4 separate regions of the Mus musculus genome follow, and all the other regions are linked to region 4. A link is a contact called in public HiChIP or PLAC-seq and promoter capture Hi-C data. All regions are on one chromosome and are shown on one strand. The core of a region is the stretch at or near the end of the contact, and the rest is flanking DNA. Distances in the headings are between cores, read along the strand shown.

Evidence for each region. HiChIP or PLAC-seq counts read pairs in DNA pulled down with a chosen protein or histone mark. Capture Hi-C pulls out chosen DNA fragments and counts their contacts.
Region 1: a contact with region 4 is called in an H3K4me3 HiChIP or PLAC-seq map of bone marrow-derived macrophages, with 5 times the contacts expected there. The contact joins the enhancer-like site here to the promoter of Etfdh in region 4. A contact is called at or near these places in 4 of 39 promoter capture datasets (the C10 cell line, the HPC-7 cell line and pre-B cells), 1 of 15 datasets of contacts at CTCF or cohesin (the NIH/3T3 cell line), 16 of 115 datasets of contacts at active chromatin or transcription factors (T-cell acute lymphoblastic leukemia, bone marrow-derived dendritic cells, bone marrow-derived macrophages and 10 more) and 3 of 9 other capture datasets (adipose tissue, liver and macrophages).
Region 2: an H3K27ac HiChIP or PLAC-seq map of thymic regulatory T cells shows a contact between it and region 4, with 7 times the contacts expected there. The contact joins the enhancer-like site here to the promoter of Etfdh in region 4. A contact is called at or near these places in 14 of 39 promoter capture datasets (the C10 cell line, the HPC-7 cell line, HPC-7-derived erythroid cells and 10 more), 1 of 484 Hi-C or Micro-C datasets (bone marrow), 13 of 115 datasets of contacts at active chromatin or transcription factors (the 230-238 cell line, Th17 cells, bone marrow-derived macrophages and 8 more) and 3 of 9 other capture datasets (adipose tissue, liver and macrophages).
Region 3: a promoter capture Hi-C map of adipose tissue shows a contact between it and region 4. The contact joins the promoter of Rapgef2 here to the promoter of Etfdh in region 4. A contact is called at or near these places in 11 of 39 promoter capture datasets (the C10 cell line, the HPC-7 cell line, cranial neural crest and 8 more), 1 of 484 Hi-C or Micro-C datasets (CD4 T cells), 9 of 115 datasets of contacts at active chromatin or transcription factors (acute myeloid leukemia, astrocytes, bone marrow-derived macrophages and 5 more) and 3 of 9 other capture datasets (adipose tissue, embryonic stem cells and liver).

What each region holds. Positions count from the first base shown.
Region 1 is chr3:79,246,944-79,249,643 of GRCm38.p6, reverse strand. It overlaps 4921511C10Rik (RIKEN cDNA 4921511C10 gene), which reads right to left. Exons shown (of 3, transcript NR_045502.1): 2 at 1,083-1,467. It also overlaps a transcript of Rapgef2 not described here. Among named protein-coding and RNA genes, the nearest start is that of 4921511C10Rik, 35 kb to the right of the region's middle. Within about 2 kb of position 1,308, at least 65 of the 459 cell types and tissues checked have an H3K27ac peak or open chromatin away from gene starts, as enhancers often do. A contact at or near this core is called in the HPC-7 cell line, the NIH/3T3 cell line, T-cell acute lymphoblastic leukemia and 2 more, where this site is marked.
Region 2 is chr3:79,227,374-79,230,221 of GRCm38.p6, reverse strand. The region is part of intron 1 of 4921511C10Rik (RIKEN cDNA 4921511C10 gene); the gene reads right to left. It also overlaps a transcript of Rapgef2 not described here. Among named protein-coding and RNA genes, the nearest start is that of 4921511C10Rik, 16 kb to the right of the region's middle. Within about 2 kb of position 1,346, at least 69 of the 459 cell types and tissues checked have an H3K27ac peak or open chromatin away from gene starts, as enhancers often do. A contact at or near this core is called in the HPC-7 cell line, Th17 cells, bone marrow and 3 more, where this site is marked.
Region 3 is chr3:79,144,242-79,147,141 of GRCm38.p6, reverse strand. It overlaps Rapgef2 (Rap guanine nucleotide exchange factor (GEF) 2), which reads left to right and starts at 1,396. Exons shown (of 24, transcript NM_001310536.2): 1 at 1,396-2,286. The coding sequence starts at 2,227.
Region 4 is chr3:79,627,483-79,630,182 of GRCm38.p6, reverse strand. It overlaps Etfdh (electron transferring flavoprotein, dehydrogenase), which reads left to right and starts at 1,416. Exons shown (of 13, transcript NM_025794.2): 1 at 1,416-1,665. The coding sequence starts at 1,632. 4930579G24Rik (RIKEN cDNA 4930579G24 gene) reads right to left here and starts at 1,104. Exons shown (of 2, transcript NM_029482.1): 1 at 827-1,104. The coding sequence starts at 1,006.

The DNA.
Region 1 (2,700 bases), core at 59-2,558, 380 kb after region 4:
TGAGAATGGATCCCAACAATAGGGAAGGGCGTACATTATTTGTTCACTGAGCCTGTTTTATCAACATAGATATTTATTATAAAAACAAGAATCCTTATGCATTTTGTAATAAGTCAGGAGGATTTTTTTTTCCTTTCTATTTCTGTTTCCCCTAATCTCCATATTTTCATTTTTTCTAATTTTGCTTTTGAAAAATGCTGGTGTTTGTTCTACTTTTGGTGGAAGCCTTTCCTGTGTAGTCTTGGGAAGTCTGTGGAATAGATGTGCATTGAGCTTTGTTTAGGGAGCTCTGGGGAGTTGGCTCAGTGATTAAGACCATTGCTGTGCATTTGAGAGGACCAGAGTTTGGAGCCTTACAACTCACATAAAAGGCTGAGAGTGTGTGTGCCCACTTGTTACCCCAGCACTTGGGTAGAAGACCCTTGGCACACCCTGGCTAGCCAGACTAGCTGAATGGGCGAGCTGTGTGGGTTTAGTGAGATACTCTGACTTGGTCAATGCAGTGCAGTGGGATTGAAGAGGACCCCCAGTGCTGACTGACATCTGCCCTCCACTGGTTTTCTATGCCACACACAGACTGTTCTGTGTGAAGAGCTGTAAGCTGTGTGATCAGCGTGGTTACCTTCACAGTCGCTGTAGCTGAGTCAGACGTTATATCTTCGTAAAACTGCTTATCAAAGAGGTTTTACAAGGTTGTTAGAATGACTTTTTAAAAACAATTGTTTCTCTTTCTCTTTTTCTTTCTTTTTTTTTTGTCACTGTGTCACACTGTAGCCCAGGGTAGCTTTGCTCTCTACATCAGTCTTCCTTCCTCCACCTTACAGTAGTGCTGAGACTTACAGGCTGCACCACAGCACACAGGGCCTCTGCATGCTCAGCAAGCATGCAATACATATATATACTAAGTATACAATGTTGGAAATCCAGTGTGGCTATGAGTTTATAAGTGATTCATGGGACACCCTAACTTTTATGGATTCACATTAGGTACAGAATGTAAGCTGTTGAAGAATTATTAAGATGGCCATTGGCGTATTTCGTTAACCAAGCTTGGATTGTATTAAATCCTACTGTTTCCTTACCGGTTTATCCTTGTACTCCGGACCCTTCAGTCAGTGCCTTATCTTCTCAGACGGCTGACTCTTCCGACCTGCGTTTTCTTTGACAACCTGAGGATTAGTGGTAGATATCCATCCTTTGGCATTTCTCTGATGTTTTTCCTCCTCGATGGGCCGTGGTTATGGGTGCTCCTGAGATCACAGATATAAAGAAACCACTTCCCGCTTCACATTGTTGGTGCAGACCATGACTGCTGGCTGAGTTAGCACTTGTCACGTCTCTTTCAGAACATGCCCTGACCAGAGCTTCTGTCCTTTGGATGCAAGTCTCTCAAGGGGTGGAGAGTTAAGCTTCCTTCCTGGAGGGAGGATGGAGCGTCCGTGTAGACTGCAGTACCGCATTTGAATTCTGTGAATTAGATTTTATTCATCTCAGCATGGATTTGGGCATAGTGACTCTAGATTATCACATTACATGGTATTTCTCACACTTTCCCAGCCCTTTCAGCGCATTCCTGTCCACACAGTGCTGTGGGCTCATTTTCCAGTCCAGCCCTAGGACCAGGGAGATCTTGAAAGAAGACAGGTTCTTTCTAGCACCAGGGTGCAGGGAGTGTTGTTGCTTCTGGGATGTTCCTTCTAGCATCCCCTCACAGAACCAGAAACAGATGTGCACAGACTGGCACGTGCTAAGTGTAGGTACTTGTGCTGTCAAGGCATGCATGACACTCTCTTATTTTTAGTTCTGTGCTGACAGGTAGCTAGTTCGGGACCCCACCCAGTGGGCAAGTACTCGTCCCGGAACTGTATTCCCAGGCAGCGGCTGGGCCTTTGAAGCTTCCCTGGGCGATTTTAATTTGGAGCTTAGTCTGAGGACTGCTGTTCCTCACTTTACAGAAACACAGATGAGGATGCCTTATTATTAAATATTAAAATCAGTCAATTGTATGTGCGCGTGTGCGCATGTGTGGACATGTTTGTGTGGCCATGTGTGCATGTGCGGTAAGGGGCCAGGAGAGTCAGAGTCATGTAGTAGTAGTCATGTCTAGCCACGACCTTGTGATCATCCTGCCTCAGCCTCTTGTCTTTCAAGTGCTAGGGTTATAGGCATGCACCACCATTCCTGGCTGAGTATGACATGGCTTAGTAATTGAGGAATATAGTTAGAGACTAGAGGGGTCCTTTTTCTTTAGATCCTTTTTTCTTTAGACTGAGCCTCCAGTGTCTGTATATGGTGAGGAACTATCAGCACAGGAGGGCTGAGCTTTTCCTGGCATGTATAGCATCCCCACCCCCAAACCCTGACATCGAATCTTGCTGTTTCTTTAAGAAAGGATCTATCTAGACTTTAGAAGAAAGGTAGGGCGTTCCAGGAAGGATGCTATGTAAACTTATAAGTGAAGGTTTGATTTTAAATTCAGTTGAGAATTAGCCAACTTTACAATAAGGTGAACACATTTCAGTACGTGGAAGGAAGGAAGCATATATGTTAGCTGTTTGTTTAGTGTTTGAGGGAACAAAGAACTGTGCTTTAATTTGTTACACTGTTTCTAATCCTCTCAGTCCCTAAGTGCTGCCGCTAACAAGGGCATGCACGCTGGCTGGTAGATAAAGACTTACCTTTTAATAGATGATTGATAGT
Region 2 (2,848 bases), core at 97-2,596, 400 kb after region 4:
CAACTATTAGATTCTTGGACTTCCAATTCACAGCTGACCATTGTTGGGTTAGTTGGACTACAGACTCTAAATCACAATAAATTCCCTCACTATAGAAAGACATTCCATAAGTTCTGTGACTCCAGAGAGCCCTGACTAATACAAATACCACAAAATATGAATGTATGATATACAAATAAATGTTAAGGAGATTGGAGGAGTGATGAGCTAGATAGGGCTCAGAGGCTGAGTTCTGTCTAGTTGGACTGGGGTGCGGGTGGGAAGAGCTTCTGGGAGAGCCTGGGGCTGGGACGAACACTGATGAATGCCTGCTCCTACTTAGGGATATGCAGGGAGAGAGGAAAGAGCCCAGAATGCTGGGTTGGGTCTCTTACTATTTTTGTTGTGTATGACAGGAAAAGAAAGGTGTGTTGAAACAGTCCAAGCCTCCAAGGACGAGAAATACAATAGGAAATGCATGAGGTTACAAAAAAAGGACCCTGAGTATGGGAGCAACAGGTGGGGCATTTAGACCTGCTGAAAGGTGGGAGAATGCCGAGGGAGTGGCTGTTTCTTATTGTGTGGAAATTCAGTGTGAATTTCGAAGAGACCCTTGGGAAGGTGGAAGGGGCAGGAATGGCTGCTCAGCACTTGCACACTTCCTCAGCGTCCTTGCACAGCCGCACAGACTTCCCCTTGTGACTGCTTTTTCCTCTGATTCTGTCCTAGTATATCATCATAGCTGGACAGCAATCTTGTCTTTGTATGCTAATTGATTCCGACAGCTACAGTTTATGTGAGAATTGGAAAAAAAACCAGAGAACAGCACCAATAGATTAAAAAAATGTGAGTGTGTGATTTCATGTGCAGTTTCTATGTGCTTAAATGATGTGCATTTCAGACAAGACACACCAAAGAGACAGAAAAGGAAAAAAAAACACTTATTCTGTACTTTTGCATGTTTTGATGTATAAGAATTTGATTTGTACCCAGAGTACTAATAGTGAAGAAGCAGCCTGCTCATTTGGGAGGTAGAGTGTGGAGTTTGAGGCCCCGCCTACTTACCCCTTTGGCACGTCAGGTTTTTATATTTTTACTTACAAGATAGTTGCTTTGAGTAGAATGTGTATTTTTGATGGAATTCTCACTGGCATAATTAAGCCAGGGTTTGTAGAGGTTACATGCATATTAATGTATATAATATAGTTCCCTTGTTTCAGAAGAATAAGGGGTGTGTATTTAATTATTTAATGATGGTTGCATTTCTTTGTGGATCAGCTATAATGAAGTGAAGTTTAAATACGTGTCTGCTAATCTTTAATTTGTCATGTGGCCAAGTGGTTTGTAAACCTCTGATGCTGTTGCTCAAGATGTTTCGAGAACGATTTGGGGTTAGTGTAGTTGCATAGTCCCAAGGGAAGTTCCTTTTCATATCATTATATCGGGCTTTTGGAACTAGATGAATTTAATTAAACAGCTTCAAGTTCTGGGTGAAGGGATATTTTCAAGTGCCAGATTTCCCTAGGAATGGTGAAGGCTTACCACCATGAATATCCAAAAGAACATGCTGTGTTCAAAAGCACATATATTCAATACCAAGCACCCAGTACTATAAGGACCCAGTACTGTACATGTCCAGTACTACACTTGTTCAATACATATGCTGTCAGTACTGTAAACAGTGAGCACCAGACCATGAATGACCAGTCAGTAGAGAGGATCCAGTCCTGTCCTCTCTTGTTCCCTTTTCTCCTTTGTTCCTTGTGTGTAGTTTGCTCTCAGCCCTGGAGGCAATAAGAGGCACAGGGCACTGGAAGGCCAGGTCTCCTACATGTTCAGCACAGCATGGCTTTGCTAAGCTGGGTTTTATGTCCAAGGCCATGCAAATTTGTTAGTACAATTTTAGTATTATTTTATTCTATCAGTGTTAGTGTATTTTTTTATTTCTAACAACGTAAATAACTCAATAAAAATACACTTTGGAAGCTACCTTGCTTCTATAAAGACCTGGTGCTAAATGCAGGGTATACTCCCACTTCTTAATTTGTGGGAGGTAACCAATAACAAGTTGTCAATGGAAGGAGAGTTTCTGGGTACTTATGACCCCCTCGTCCCCCAAGTAATGTGCTTGGGAGAAGCTTAGGACCAAAGGCTGGGCGAGAGATTGCGTGAGTTCTGATGCATGCTGGCCATGATGTGAGGCAGGGGCAGTGGTTGGATTCGGAGTCAGAAAACTTTCCCGTCTACTGCCGTAATTCCCAGCTAAATTCCTATCCTCGTTGTAGCTGTTGGTGAGGATCTACTATCTGTCCTTATAGACCGAGTTTCTTTGGTCTAAGTATATTGTGCCATTTGCTTGTCTGTGAGGCAACATCCTGGTGCAGTGCTTCCACAGAGCACACAGTGAGCATGCGTGACCATGGATGAGAGGAAGCCACGGGGCCAGATGGAGTTTGGATCCCTTATTTTGAGCCTCAGATGAAGTGGAGGTTGCTACGGTCTTAGCAAAGATACAGGTTATATTGCATTACGTATTTAATACTTTTCAAATCCCGCTCTCTACATTTAAAGGACTTTCCGTTAGATGAGTATGCTTTGAGATTGAATATGTTAAAGGTGAAGGAAGTCCCAGGCTACCCACACACACCACCTCACATGCTTGCCTTTTTGTGGTGAGCACTGACAACGAGTTCAGTGATCCTCAAGAGTGTGTGACACACAGCGACACACAGTTACTAACCAAAGTACCCATGTTGTGCAGGAGCTCCTGAATGCAGTCTTTCATCTGACTGAAACCGACCAGCATCTCCTCAGCCTTCCTTCCTCCCCCATAACTGTCCTTTCTCTCTTCACGGGTTTAACTTCTCTT
Region 3 (2,900 bases), core at 147-2,646, 480 kb after region 4:
TGGAAAAACAGGGAAAGTCGAAAATGAGGAATTCTTGCAAGATTTGGTTGTGAAGTGTGGGAAGAGAATGTCTGTAGACATAGGAAATTGTGTCTAAGGAGGAATCTAGTTTAATTTTGCCTTTGAGGTAGGAGAGGCACGGACGTTTAAAAGTTGACAGGGCAGATCTTTGGTTGGGAGCAGTATGTTCAAATCTGTGGCGATTAGGTAATGAGTAATGTAAGAAGTGTAAGAAGTGGGTGGGAGGCAGGGAGAAGAATCTCCCATCATGATTGGAAAGAATAATTGCCTTTTGTTACGGAGGGGAAGAGAGAAGAGGATGGATACGGTCTTCAGATAGACAAGAGACCCAGTAGGAATCCCTGACAGTGCCAAAGGCCACTGTAAGAGATGACATGTTTTCCATAACTGCTTTCTGTCCTCTCTTCCATTCAAAAGTGTAGCTGCTTGTGAGAGCTGATGGAAGTGTCTTTATTCCTCGTCAGCTGTAATGCAGCCTCCTCCCAGGTAACCTGTGTGCGTAGGTGAAATTAAGACCGTGGGAGAATAACATTTCTTCATTAATTTCAGTTCCACCTCTAGAAGTTTGGTTTGTTTAAAAAAAAAAACAACCCAGGTGGTTTATTATAATATTATTGACACGACCATATGTGCATCTGTGCGTGCGTGCGTGTGTGTGTGTGTGTGTGTGTGTGTGTGTATATGTGTGTGTGTGTGTGTGTGTGTGTGATTTCATCTTCTAAATTTAACAAAGCTTGCTAAGCCTGCATTTTATAAATTTTAAGACAGTCTTATTTACTATGGCACAATAATACTTGAGGGTGGGGCAGAGGTCACATTGATTCCTTTCTCCCCACCTTGGTTAAAAAAAAATTCATATTTTAGTTCAAAGCTGTTCAAGTAAGTCCTTGCTCCGTTTTCCCACCCTGTCTTCAGTGATATTATTTGGAGTCAGCAATCAATGGATTCCATCCCTCTGAGACTTGCTTAACCTACAGCCGCTGATATAATACAGGCAAGAGCTTGTTACTTTATCTGAATTGTCCATCGCTACCTTAATGAGTGAAATGGTTAAGTAGAGGAGGGGGCGAGCCTTAAGGAACGTGTGTACCGTTTGAGCTGAATATTTCAGCGTATATGGGGAGAGGGAGGGAGAGAGAGAAACCCACTTACATCACTAGAACCTCAGCGAGTGTGAGGCTTGCAGGTTAAGAGACAGACTACAGTGTCTTGCTTTCTGCGGGAAGCAGCAATGCCGTTTGTTTCCTAAGAGGGATTTTTTTTTATTTAGAAAAGGAAGCTTTCTCTACCCAGGAAATGGCTTTCCTTGTGCGTTGCTATGCCAACTGCCTGCAGCCATGGTCCTCCAAAGTAAGCACAATAATGTAATTATATTGGTGTATTGCATTCAGACTCATGATTCTTGAGATTGTGTGTGTGTGTGTGTGTGTGTGTGTGTGTGTGCATGTTCCATGTTTCTGTCAGTGACTCCGGCTAGCAGGCATGCTTGTGTTGAGTGTGAGGGACAGACATCATTAAATTAAATGTCCATCAGTGTCATACTGCTGAGATTAATTGTGTAAACTTGGTTAGTGGAGTGGGACAGAGATCACTGGTCACCACTGTCAGCATCATTAGCAGCTAGGGAGGAGGTCCTGATTCACACGCTCTGCCCTGATTTTTTTTTCTCTTCCTCTCTTTTTTTTCCTTGGTTGGAGGGGTCTGTATGTGTGATTGCAAATGAAACAAGAGTGTTAACAATGCTTGGCTGAATGCTAGAGACTAGCTTTTCACCACCCTGGCTAATATAATTCTGTATTAAGCCTTTTGGAGGGGAGTCTGTGTGCAGTCAGCCATTTTAGCTTTTTTTTCCCCCCTTTTCTTTTGCCTCTTGTTCTTCAGCCTCAGAAATGATCTCGTTCTATCAGAAGCCTGAAGGCTGGGTGAGGTTCCCTCAGCCTTGTCAGAGCCTCCGAGGGTTAGAGTTTCAGTGTGATAAAAATGGAGCCGAGCCCTGTCGTTCAGATTCCTTTTCTGTCTACAAGTGTGAAGGGTTTTTAGGCTCACCAGTAGTGACACTTTAAGCTGCAGCCTGGTTTTCCCTCCTCCCTCTTTTTTTTTTTCCTCCCCTCTTTTTCTTTTAATTTCATGCTGTAGAGGGTGACTTGCCGTCGTGAGAGGTTGGTACATGATGTGTAAATTCAGTTCAGCATATGTTTCTTCATTATGAAACCACTGGCCGCGCCTGCTAACCATGGAGTTCTGGGCCAGCAGGAGAAGCAGTCTGTAAGTATCCAGGCGCTGCCGGCATCGTGGGCTGCCTGGCTGGGGGGCAGGCGATGTGGGGAGCAGGCAGGGAGTTCTTTTCCATGGAGCGTTGCTCTTCTCCAGGGGAAGCAGTGTTTTAGAGGGTAGAGAGAGATCCTCTGCTCAGAGGAGGGAGGGAAGGAGGGAGGGAGGGTGAGCTACAGCTCACTCATTCTTCCGATTTTCTGTGATTTCTGAAAATCTTAAGCAAGACCAACAGTTCATTTAAACAGGACCACTAACATTGAGAAATACTAGACAGCTAATTATTATTTTTTTTTGTCATTAGAAAATAATATAGTTTTCAGTAAATGCCCAAGCAGTTTGAGAAACCAGTTTTGGTTGAATTTAGTGAATCATTATAAGAGGTTCTGGCCCATGGGAATCTGGCAAGGAATGCACGTGGAGGTGGGTGGGAGGGTGGGGGCTCTGGCTATTGATTTGGCAATGAAACCATCGGTGGTACACTTCTGACTCCTTAACATTTGTTAATTGGTGGTGAAAGCACACTGTATTGTTTTAGTGCCACAGGAAAGATTACTGCTCCTTTGTAATTGGTCCCATGAGTCAGCTGTGCGATTGTCTTGCTGAAA
Region 4 (2,700 bases), core at 167-2,666:
TATTGGATGGATCACAGGGCCCCCAATGGAGGAGCTTGAGAAAGTACCCAAGGAGCTAAAGAGATCTGCAACCCTATAGGTGGAACAACATTATGAACTAACCAGTACCCCGGAGCTCTTGACTCTAGCTGCATATGTATCAAAAGATGGCCTAGTCGGCCTTCAATGGAAAGAACGGCCCATTGGACTGGCAAACTCTATATGCCTCAGTACAGGGGAACGCCAGGGCCAAAAAGTGGGAGTGGGTGGGTAGGGGAGTGGGAGAGGGTATGGGGGACTTTTGGGATAGCATTGGAAATGTAAATGAGGAAAATACCTAATAATAAATAAATAAAGTGCCGCTGTGACCCTCCAACCCCTCAGCGTTATACGTGTTGGGGTCAGGAAGTTATTTCTGGGAATTCGAGATTGAACAAAAACTTTACAGAATTTTTGCATTGCAAGATTCTGTTCTAAACTGTCCTATCAAATCCATCTGCCGGCTGTGATTAGCCCTGGTCCACTCAAGTCCAACACAGAGCCAAGTAAGCGACACACAACAGCATCACCAGCTGGCCCTGGGCTGGTGGCCAACTAGAAGCACAAGCTCGAGTCCCTTAGAAAGCACCAATGGGCAAGGAGGCAAGCTATGACCGCCCAAAGTGCTCCGAGGGATGGGAGGAGGCGGAGAGAGGATCCTGGCAGCGGGGCTGCGGATGACCGCTAGCAGAAGGAGAAGGAAAGAAAGATGCGGGAAGAGAGAGCCGAGGCTAGCCCTCAACTCCAAGAACCGCAGGCAGGAGCACCCTAGCTGCAATCAGCTCTCAGCCGCAACGGCGACACTCACGTCTCCGATCTGCAGCTCCACTTGCTCCAGCGGGTCCACGGTTGGACCGGGACTCCTGCTCGGATCCCGCCAGCCCAAACTCACTGGCATGCTGAGGGACGACGAAGAGGCGCCTGACGACGGAGATGAGGGAGGCGGCGGCGGCGGCGAAGAAGCCCGAAACTCCTCAGAGTCAGCCATGGGAGTGAGCTGGGGCTACTGGACCGGATCAAGCAACCGAACCCTCACCAACTGCCTTTCGACCGCTCGCGCCCAAAGCCCATAGGCTCCGCCTCCTCCCACACGGAGTCCCGCCCCATCTTCTCGTTTGTCTCTGCCCTGGACCCCAAGTACGTCTCATTTTTTCCAGACAGCCAATCAGATATCAAGCCAGGCGTCACCAGGCTCCTGCGCACAGCTCCAGGAGCTAAACACTACAACTCCCAGAATGCCTAGCAAATCAGCCTCGCTATGCTTCTAGGGCGCATGCGCACACGCGAGAGCTTGTCGGCCTCTTCTGCACACTAGGTTCCTGGCTGAGGATGACTGGGAGATGGAGTCTTCTGCCTTTTCCTGGCTTGTATGTGACCCGGAAACCTTACTGGCCTTCGTGTCCTCTGTGGCGCCGGCGCAAAGCAGAAGAGGGGCGGGTACGCCGCGAAGCAAGGGCGGTCGGCAGAGCCCAGACGCTGACAGAAGCTGAGCAGTCGGGGCTTCTTGGCAGGTGATGGCGCCCCTCGTAGCCTAGAAGTCCAGCACCCTCGGCAAGCCGCAGACCCACGCCTCTCTCCTTTGTATCTGGTCAAGTCTCCGGGTCACTTTGAACATGTTGGTGCGACTAACCAAGCTGTCCTGCCCTGGTGAGACGAAACTCCTGGTGGGGACAGAAGGAGCAAGGTGGATAAGTTGGGACAAAACAAGACTGGGGCCACACCCGGGGTACTGCCAGCATCTCTTTCCTTGTCTATTGTCTTAGGCTAAACTAGGGCAAAGGTCAATGCTGTCAGCGCCTGGTGGCCGACCCTACCTTACCGACCTTGGAGTTGCCCCAGTTGGCAGAATTATCATCTAGGTTAAAGGTCATGAGAAGAGAAAATTGTCAACACTGCCCCCTCGGTGGAGTTCCCCCAAATGCCGCTCCTAATCTTTACCTCAAGGCTCAGGTATTATCTGCCGCCTTATTAGGAATGGGAAAGAAAGAAAAACTTGTGTGGGTTTTCGCCTTGGCTCTGACCTGACTTTGCAGCCATAATAGTCTAATCTTAATTGAAGTCTGAGCTCTCATATCGTATTAACTCATATATTACCAATTATGTCTGGAGTCGGAATTTTTTCTGCATTATCCAGAGTTAACACCAGGCGTTTCTGTTATGGGTGTTTCTTAAAGCAGTTGCAGGATAGTTTTAAGTTTTTACTTAAAAACAACCCCCTCGTTCAAACAGAAGTTTAGAGGATCTTGAATTCTGTTGTAACTGGCTTAATATAAATCTTTACTGAAGTTAATTTGGCTGTGGGATTTTTAAACAAGTATTTGTATACTTGTTTAAACAATATGGTGTATATTCAAACCAAGCATCTATTATCCACAGAAGATGGTATGCTTTGAGAGCCATCAGTTTACAGTCTAATTTAGATGCAGTCTTGGATCTAGTCAGTGACTTTTCTTTAAACGCTAATTTGTTACATTTTCATTACTCAGTGTTACCTCTAGTGGTGACAACTAAATGTGCTAAGTATGTCGTGTATGGCTGATCCGGTGTTCAGTGACTCTGACTTTGCTTTCTACTGGAACTCTGTCTTTATGCCTAAATGTTCAGATGGGTCATGAGAGATACCATGCTCGTTTAAGCAAAGGAATAAACGTTATACCTTTTTAAAATTCTCTGGTGGGAATC